Linked DNA regions of Triticum aestivum: region 1 is linked to region 2. Evidence: chromatin contacts called from public Hi-C data. All regions are on one chromosome and are shown on one strand. Each heading gives the region's core, a stretch centred on a gene start, on an enhancer-like site or on the middle of the called end of the contact. The rest is flanking DNA. Distances are from core to core; before and after follow the strand shown.

Region 1 (4,708 bases), core at 802-3,301, 590 kb before region 2:
ATAATTCCATGTTGAGGCGGGCTTTATCCCAATCATAATTGTATGGTGAGGTGGGATGCTTGCATGTTGAGATAAATAAGTTAGTGGGGACGACTCTCTTAGGTATATAGGATAGAGCAAAGGTACTGATAGACCTAATAATAAAGCTCACAGATACTGATTTTGACTTGCATAATAAATAATACAGCAAATATATCATGATACCATTGTGTGCTAACATTTTCAGTTAATTCACCAGGACCTGGTCATCTAACATCGGTACCATATCTTCGATTCTTAAATCCAACAGCAAACTATGAAGATGTTATGCCACAAGCCTATCAGTTGGCAGTCTAACATGCTCAAGACATCCAATATTACGGCCATGTCATGCATGTCGTAATATTTAGGTAGCCAGTGGGTACAATATGCATGCTCATATTTTATTCATGACTCAACACTTAAATAGTCACTGCATACAGTACACATCTTATACATGCTAACAGCGTCTCCTATTAGATTCTTACAATCAAATCTCATGTTTCTAAAAAAATAATGATCTCACTACAGCAGAAAAATAGCACGCATATATATAGCTACTTAGCTAGCTGGATTACCTCATAAAGCTATTACGATAGTAATAACAAAAATCTTATGTTATTTTAAGTGAACGGGATCAAAATTCCACCAATTCAGGGAAGAAAAACATGATCCTAAATTCAAATTGCCCGACTCTAGCTTTCAAACTTGAAAAGGGAGAATAACTCACCAGACTTTTTACGCTTTGGTTTCTTCTTGGACCCATGTTTCTTATCACCAGTACCCGAAGCTTTCTTTTGATCCGTGTTAACAGCATCACCGCCATCACTAATCCTTCCACCTGCTTTCATGTGTCTCTCCAAGGCAGCACTCTCTTCCTTCCCTATGTTCTCATGAATACCATCACCAAGCTTCCTACCGGCAGAATGCATCTGAGAATCATCGGGATCATCAATGCCATCATCATACTCATCATCTGGATCAACCTCCCTCATCCCCGTGCCCACCACTCCCATGGAAGCCGCCTCATACTGCTCCAGCTCTTTCCTGCCACCCTCATTGTACAAGGTGCCTCCTTTCCCCCCTTCAGCCAACTCTGGAACCTCCTTGTCAGCACCACCCCTGGTATCCAAGGTCAACCCTTTCTCCTCAATACCGGGATCAGAGCTCACGCTTTTCTCACTGCCACCACGAGCATCAGCAGTGTTTCCACCTGCACCGAAGACCTTCTCCTTCTCGTCCTCCGAGTAGTCTTCGTCGCGCCGTCGATCGTCCTGGTCCCAGTACCTGGAATCCCGCGCACTCCTGCCACCACCGCCATGGCCGAACTTGAGCTCCTTCCAGTTCTTGCTCCGGTTCCACTCCGGCAAACCCTCCCCGCCACCCGAATCCTCTCCGATCTCTGCAAAACAGTACGAACATGTTGTGCATTAAGACAACCGAACTAACAGATAACCAGATCAACCGAACAGAATTTGGATCCCATTCGCATCCAGCCACGCCATGGACGATCCCAAGAGCGTCAAAGATGCCATTTTCTCTCTCCCCTCTCACTCTCTCCTGTCGAAGCAACAAGAACACCGAGCGGACCGCCTCAACCCATCCCCAGAGAAACCACCGTGCCGGGAGTGTGAAACCACGAACCTGCGGGGTCGCGAGAGAGGCGGCGCGAGAGGATGAAGACGCCAGCGAGGAGCAGGACTGCAGCGGCAGCTGCGGCAACGGCCGGCGAGCGGCGGCGCGCGGGTTTGCCGGGGCGGCGGATCCGGGAGGGTTTGGAGGGGTGTGCCCGGTGGTAGTCCGGGAGCGGGTGGTGGGCCCCGCCGCCGCGGGAGTCGAAGAAGCCGCCGCCGGATTGCCTGTACTGCGCCATCAAGCAGAGGCGGTGCTACTGCTGGTGCTCGGCCACCACCATGGACGGGACGGAGGACGGTGGGTGGGGGGAAGCGGACCGGAGTGAAACGGAGGGGCTTTTCTGTAATTTGATCGGGATGGTTGGAGGAGTTGGTTAGTTTGCACGTGATGGTGATGGGGTTAGGAGAAGAGATATCTCTCTCCCTCAGACTGCGAGGTTGGTGAGATGGGAGTGATCAGAGATGAGAGCCGACATGTTAGGCATAGAGCGGGATATTTCTATCAAATAACGTGTTCTTTTTCTTTTTCTTTTTCTTTTGATTGAAAAAGGTCAAATGCCATGTACTTTTTTTGTTTGCTCATAAATAATTTGGATTGCTTACCATATACTCCCTCCGTCCGAAAGTACTTGTCATCAAATTGGACAAAAAGAGATGTATCTAGAACTAAAATACATCTAGATACATCCCCTTTTATTCATTTTGATGACAAGTATTTTCGGACGGAGGGAGTATGTCACATGGTAAATGTCATGTACTTAACTAGCACAAATGACAAATCCTTACAAAAAAGAACACGCTGACAATTTTTTTAATACAATCAAATTTCTGGGGTGTCGAAGTTTTTTTCCTCCTGCATCCATCGGTAATCTCCTTTTGAAATGATGCAAAGGCCAGGGGTTACAGCCTCCTTTTCGGGGGAAAGGAAAAAAATCGGCGACATGTCGTGAGGAAAGCTCGCTGTCGTCTTTAGACCTCTGTTGCAGCGGAGTAAACTTGTTTAAACCTAGGAGATTGTAGGAGTGGTGAAAGGAAAGTCATCAATGTATACTGGAAGACATTAGTGGCCATGATCTGCGTAGGAAATCGCCACGCGGGAGATGAAAAATATGGAGAGGGCACGTAGAAACCCCTTGGACTTGGAGAACACAAACCTCACACGCTCTTCGACGAGGCCAAGACAAGCCAATCTTCGCCCGTCAAAACTTGAGCCGAAGGACCAAGACAACAACATTGTGTGCTCCATGGAATAAAGCGACCGAGCCAAACCTACATAAAAAATGCCATGCCCGACGAGACAGACCTAAGGACACACCATATTTCACGCACCTCCTAGTGATGCGAGGAAGCATCACCGGGACAAGGGCGAGGTGGGAATATCTTATCACACGCCGACAGCGACACCATCATCTTGACACCGCCGAATGGCTACCTATCTAATGCTCCAAGAGGAGAAAAGCATGACTCACAAGGTAGATCGGGTCTCCCCACACCCCACGGAAGATCCCCCGATGAGGATGAGGTCGATGATGCACCAGTGGAGGAGGATGACATCGGAGCAAAACCCTGGATCGCCTTTGGTAGGGGTTGCGTCCCTTGAATAAATAATGTGTTCTTAGTGTATAAATTTCATTAAACAAAACCAAAATAGGTATATAAAAACTTTAAGATATACTTTGCATGACATTCAACTCATAGTCAGTTGATCAAATTAATGATTTAGAAATGGGTGTGCCTAGCGCTCAGGCGGCTGAGATTTAGTTACAATCCTTTCATTTGGGCTCTTATTCTCAATGGTGTGCAAGGTGAACATAATGACATCACGAAGCAAGTCATCAAGATAAAACTCAAGGCTCAATCTTTGTGGCATCCTATTCAATGCACTATGTCCCAAAAGAATCACAAAATCAGTCACTTGGAGAATGTAAAAGAGAATTGGGATACTTTAGTTGAGATTCACAAAGGTGTTGATGAAGGAAATATGCCCTTGAGGCAATAATAAAGTTGATATTTTATATTTTCTTATTCATGATAAAGGTTTATTATTTATGCTAGAGTTGTATTGATCGGAAACTTAAATACATGTGAATACATAAACAAATACCGTGTCCCTAGTAAGCCTCTACTAGACAAGCTCGTTGATCAAAGATGGTTAAGGTTTTCTAACCATAGACATGTGTTGTCATTTGATAATGGGATCACATCATTAGGAGAATGATGTGATGGACAAGACCCATCTGTTAGCTTAGCGTATGATCGTTCAGTTTATTGCTACTACTTTTTTGAATGTCAAATACATGTTCCTTCGACCATGAGATCATGCAACTCCCGAATACCGGAGGAATACCTTGTGTGCTATCAAACGTCACAACGTAGCTGGGTGGTCATAAAGATGCTCTACAGGTATCTTCGAAGGTGTTTGTTGACTTGGCATGGATCGAGATTGTAATTTGTCACTCCGAGTATCGGAGAGGTATCTCTGGGCCCTCTCGGTCATACACATCATAATAAGCTTAGAAGCAAATAACTAAGGAGTTAGTTACGAGATGATGTATTACGGAACGAGTAAAGATACTTGCCGGTAACGATATTGGAATAGGTATGAAGATACCAACGATCGAATCTCGGGCAAGTAACATACCGACAGACAAAGGGAATTGTGTATGTTGTCATAACGGTTTGACCAATAAAGATATTCATAGAATATGTAGGAACCAATATGGGCATCCAGGTTCCGCTATTGGTTATCGACCGGAGAGGTGTCTCGGTCATGTCTACATAGTTCTCAAACCCATAGGGTCTGCACACTTAACATTCGTTGACGATATAATGTTATATGAGTTATATGATTTGGTGACCGAATGTTGTTCGGAGTCCCGGATGAGATCATGGACATGACGAGGAGCTCCAGAATGGTCCAGAGGTAAAGATTGATATATAGGACGATGATATTCGGACACCGAAAGAGTTTCGGAGTCACCAGGTAGTCATCAGATCACCAGAAGGGGTTTCGGGCACCCCCGGGAGGTCTATGGGCCTAATGGGCAAAGGAAGGC
Region 2 (4,511 bases), core at 749-3,248:
CAACCCCGCCCAGCCTCCTAAAATGTAGGCTCAGGGAGCGAATATGGAGCACCCTTATATTATTTTATCGATAGTGATCCATGTGCCATTGATAGATTACTTTTCTGTTGTTGCAATGTCATATTAACAGTTATTAGGATGATCAACTACATATGACACATCCGGTAAACTTGCTCCAATTAATGTCAAACTATCCCTTTAGTATTCCTCACAACAAAGATCCATTGGGTATATCAAGTATGTCAGCATGATTTGCTATTCACCAAGCCCTGATGGCTTTCTGTTAAAGGTTTCCAATACGTCTCATCACTGGAAACATTAGCAACAATATTTCCGATCGGAGTTAAATGTCATCTAAAGACTGGCACCCCACCAGAACTGAATAGTTTGATAGATCTCTTTTCATGACTAATTTTGGAACATACGGAGTTTCACATGAACACAGAGCAACTCCAGCGGAAATCCGAACCAAGTTATGTATTGTCGTCTCATGTTTATACTCCCTCCATTTCTAAATATAAGTCTCCTTTTTTTTATATTTAGGAACAGAGGGAGTACATAATAATTAATGTTATAATTTGTTAGCAAAAAAAGTTGAACCGTGAAGAAACGAAAAAGCGGTTGAAGGCTTGAAGCACAGAGCACTGGAGAAGTGTAAGAATACGTCGGCGTGTCAGATTTCTTCACTTCCCTCCGCAAGGGCATATTCCACATACTCCCAGCTTGTTGTCCCCACCACACACAGCGCGGTGCATGCGTAGGCTGGTCCCATGCGCCGCGTCTGTCAAGAGCCGTCGATGCGGCGTTGGACGGCTCATCTCCTTTTCTGTGAAGAAGAACGTTGCTTGTGTGGGCAAAGCCGCGTGGTGTGTGGCCAGTCTAGGACTCGTTTATTTCGAGTCACCTGTAGTTTTAGGGAGTTTTGCACTTTGAGCCTCGAGGTCTGGGTAATTGACGATTTCACATGCTACTTTACTACTCCACATTTGGAAAATGGTTGTGTTTTTGTGGTAAGCATTTGCTTCTCGGTGTCTAAATCATCTCATACTTTTTCAGCGTTTGGACAATCATTCCTTGCTTTCAGAAAAAAACACGATCATTCCATAAAACCAAATTGAAGAAAATGTCTTGCCAAAAGTCATGATAGCAAAGTGAACACGGGCTTACTCTTATTACCTTCACAAAATTCCATAGTGGTGGATGTTTTAGTCTAAACCAAATTGCCATATATAGCACTAAAGGGTCGAGCTTTTTCCTAATAGGCCGAGCCTTTCCCCTGACATTCCAATAAAAAGAATGTTTTAAAATGTGAAAGTTATCATGAAAGTACGGAAAAGACCCATTCAATCCAGGAGCCTAGAAAAATCCACCTACCACCACAGACTAAGTCCCTTCACCGATCCAAGCCAAATTTCATGATATTGGAAGTGTTGTTGAGGAACCTAAACATTTAAAAATGAATATACAAAATATTAAAAAAAATGCCATGAATTGGTATTGAAAATGTGTGATACCTATTATATCTAGAGGTACTCTAGATGATATCACTATACATGTTTATGTACATACCATTACCAACAATTAGTTTTTTTATGGAGCACTATATATAGCAACTAATGATTTTATGCCTTAATTGGGTCCTACATTCACTTAATAAGTGGACAAGGGTGAAAAAATTGTAGCGCGCAATGTTGTAATTGCTTTCGTGTCAATCAAATCCCATAATGATTGAGAGCACACTACTACATAAGGCGACCGAACGGTGAAAATTGGCGGTGTCCGTAAGAACTAACAAGTATGATGTTCCTAGCCATATACTCTATTTGTCGACACTCAAAACTGCACAAAATAATCATAGCACAAAAGCTCCAACAATAATTAATGACAAGAGGAATCAAGCTCTCTTAGTCAATTGATTAGGACTCCTAACTAAATAAAACTTAACACAAATAGGTGTTTCCACGAGGGCCCGGACGCACAAGCTCCCCTCCCCTTAAAATTCTTACTTTGTTCCTCCGCCTTGCTTTTCCCTCCCGCTTCCGACTCCTCCCCCACCGCTCCCCATGTCGGCGGCGTAGGCGGACACGGCGGACCCGGCGGCGGAGTGCAGAGGCAGGCCAGGGTCGTAGGCGCTCGCGAGGAGATGGCGGCGCCCTCCTCTTCAGCCGGGTTCGGGGGCATGTCGTCGGACAACGCCAAGGGCCTGGCCCTCGCGGTGTCGTCCAGCGCCTTCATCGGCGCCAGCTTCATCGTCAAGAAGATGGGGCTCAGGAGGGCCGCAGATTCCGGCGTCCGCGCAGGTGAGTTGCGCCACTCGGTGGCTGAGGCCCCACTGCTGCCTTGCTTGCTTCCTCTGGCGTCTGGATCTCGCCGGTACGGGTTGGTTGGCCGGCGAGGGGGTCGATTGGGGCGGCCGATTTGGAGTGGTGGGTAGCGGAATCGAGCGGAGTTTGGTTTTGGTTGCTGTTCTTTGCTTGGTTGGTGGGAGGGATCTGCGTGCGGTAAAAAACAAAAAGGAGCAGCGCGGTTTATTCTTCTCCGGTAGATTGGCGGTCCAGACCAGTTGAATCGAATAGATTCCTCGGAACAATGGAGCTTGCTTATCATTGCAACTTCTCTGGAACTTTTCCTTGCTCTCGTCGGTCAGAACAGAGGAGTGGAGTTGACGCTGGAAAAAAGGGTAAAATTCGGACAGGGGGGCGCGTTCTTCGCGGTAGATTTGGCCGCGTGGGAAGTCCAGTTGAGTCCAGAACGAAGACTCGCCTCTTTCCGTTGCAATTGGATGGCTTGATTCTCTTCTCTTTCGGCGGTGTGAAAAAAGTTGCAATGATTTGGTTTCGTCGTTGACAGTTCTCGCTGCTTCGCTGTGCTGTTTTGGTCCGAAAGCTTCCTTGAAAATGCAGTCCATGATCTCGCATTTGTTTCATGTCTTTGTTTCTCTTGTTGGAATTGCGACGAGTGAGTCTGAGGAAGAGTTCTTCCATGGCTAAATATGCTTATGAATGGTGTCCATTATCGGTGGGCTCGTTGGGAGAGAATACTGTTTAGATAGAAACTCTTGCTTGCAATATGCTTATGGATGACGTCCATTATCGGTGGCTCGTTGTGAGAGAATCACTGTCCACATAGAAACTCTTGCTTGCAATATGTCTTGTCGCGAGCTTACAGGTCAAACTATCTGATGGGGTCACTGATCTTTATCTGGATTTCTGTTTTGTTGGATTGATTCATGTCAAATTTTGCGTTGTTACTTGCATAGAGCTTCCTCAATCATGAATAGATCTGCGCTAGTTGAGATCTTTTGCATGATTGAAGTGGTTTACTGGCACATTCTGTTAAAGAGACAATGACTTAAACGTGCCCTTTTCGAATATGATAAGGAAACCAGTAAATCTTAGAGCAGCCTGTGTTTTATATCGTCTTGTTGATCAGTGTGGCTATTTAGTTTGTTGGGTACTCAGGTTAAAATGATCAATTTCCCAGCTTACTACTCCCTCCGTCCGGAAATACTTGTCATCAAAATGAATAAAAGGGGATGTATCTAGACATATTTTAGTTCTAGATACATCTCTTTTTATCCATTTTGATGACAAGTATTTTCGGACAGAGGGAGTATTTGGTATACAACTTTGAATAGTTTTGTTATTCCTTGCAACGAAGTCTGCTGGTTATTTCAGTTCATTTACCATGAAGTCTGACCAATGCACCTATATCCTTCGTATCATAAATTATTTAATCATACTTCCTACAAATTTTAGTGCTGAATATAATAAGAGTGTTTATGCACATGAAACAGGTTATGGAGGGTATTCTTACTTAGTGGAGCCACTTTGGTGGATAGGCATGATTTCTAGTAAGTCGCTTTCCATTCTTTCTAAACGCTATGCCACTTTTTAAATTTTTAATGTATTCCTTTTTTTTTGCTTTATCACATATTTGGGATCCGTGTTCTCCGTCCAATCGTAGCATGTCTTGTCTGGTCATTTTCCCACTATTATTTTTCCTTGTTAAATGCCTGACCATGATGAGATTTCTGGTGGCTCTCACAGTCACCTCACATTGGTCGTGATGTCCATTTCCTCAGGGACGCAGACACACACGAAGATTATTTTGTGTTTAAGAGTTGAGGTTGATATTGGTAACTTATAATAGGAGAGACTAACAATTTGCAATGTGTCAGATGATAGTGCAGGGAAAAAACATTTTTTTGATAAGGTTTAGCTAGATGTAGCATATTGAAACACAATACTCATGATAGTGGCTAGAGAGCAAATGAATTCTTGTCGTTGGAATGTGATGCTTCAGTATGAATGCCCTTTAATGCTGTTTGCTGTTCTTAGGGAATAGATATCCATTTTTTCCTCATTTTTTTGGGAAATGTCACTTGTACTTTTGACAAAAAGAAACTTGACTAACATTTGCTCACATGGTCTCCTATGAACAGTGATTGTTGGCGAAATAGCTAATTTTGCTGCTTATGCATTTGCTCCTGCTATTCTTGTCACTCCTCT

What was found. Hi-C and Micro-C count contacts between places; a contact is called where the count stands out from the background.
Region 1: a contact with region 2 is called in a Hi-C map of leaf, with 3 times the contacts expected there. The contact joins the promoter of LOC123091337 here to the promoter of LOC123091332 in region 2. A contact is called at or near these places in 2 of 5 Hi-C or Micro-C datasets (both in leaf).

What each region holds. Positions count from the first base shown.
Region 1 is chr4B:110,542,795-110,547,502 of IWGSC CS RefSeq v2.1, reverse strand. LOC123091337 reads right to left here and starts at 2,051. Exons shown (of 7, transcript XM_044512825.1): 1 at 1,663-2,051; 2 at 749-1,420. The coding sequence starts at 1,891.
Region 2 is chr4B:109,955,025-109,959,535 of IWGSC CS RefSeq v2.1, reverse strand. LOC123091332 (probable magnesium transporter NIPA4) reads left to right here and starts at 1,998. Exons shown (of 9, transcript XM_044512817.1): 1 at 1,998-2,300; 2 at 3,797-3,853; 3 at 4,445-4,511. The coding sequence starts at 2,144.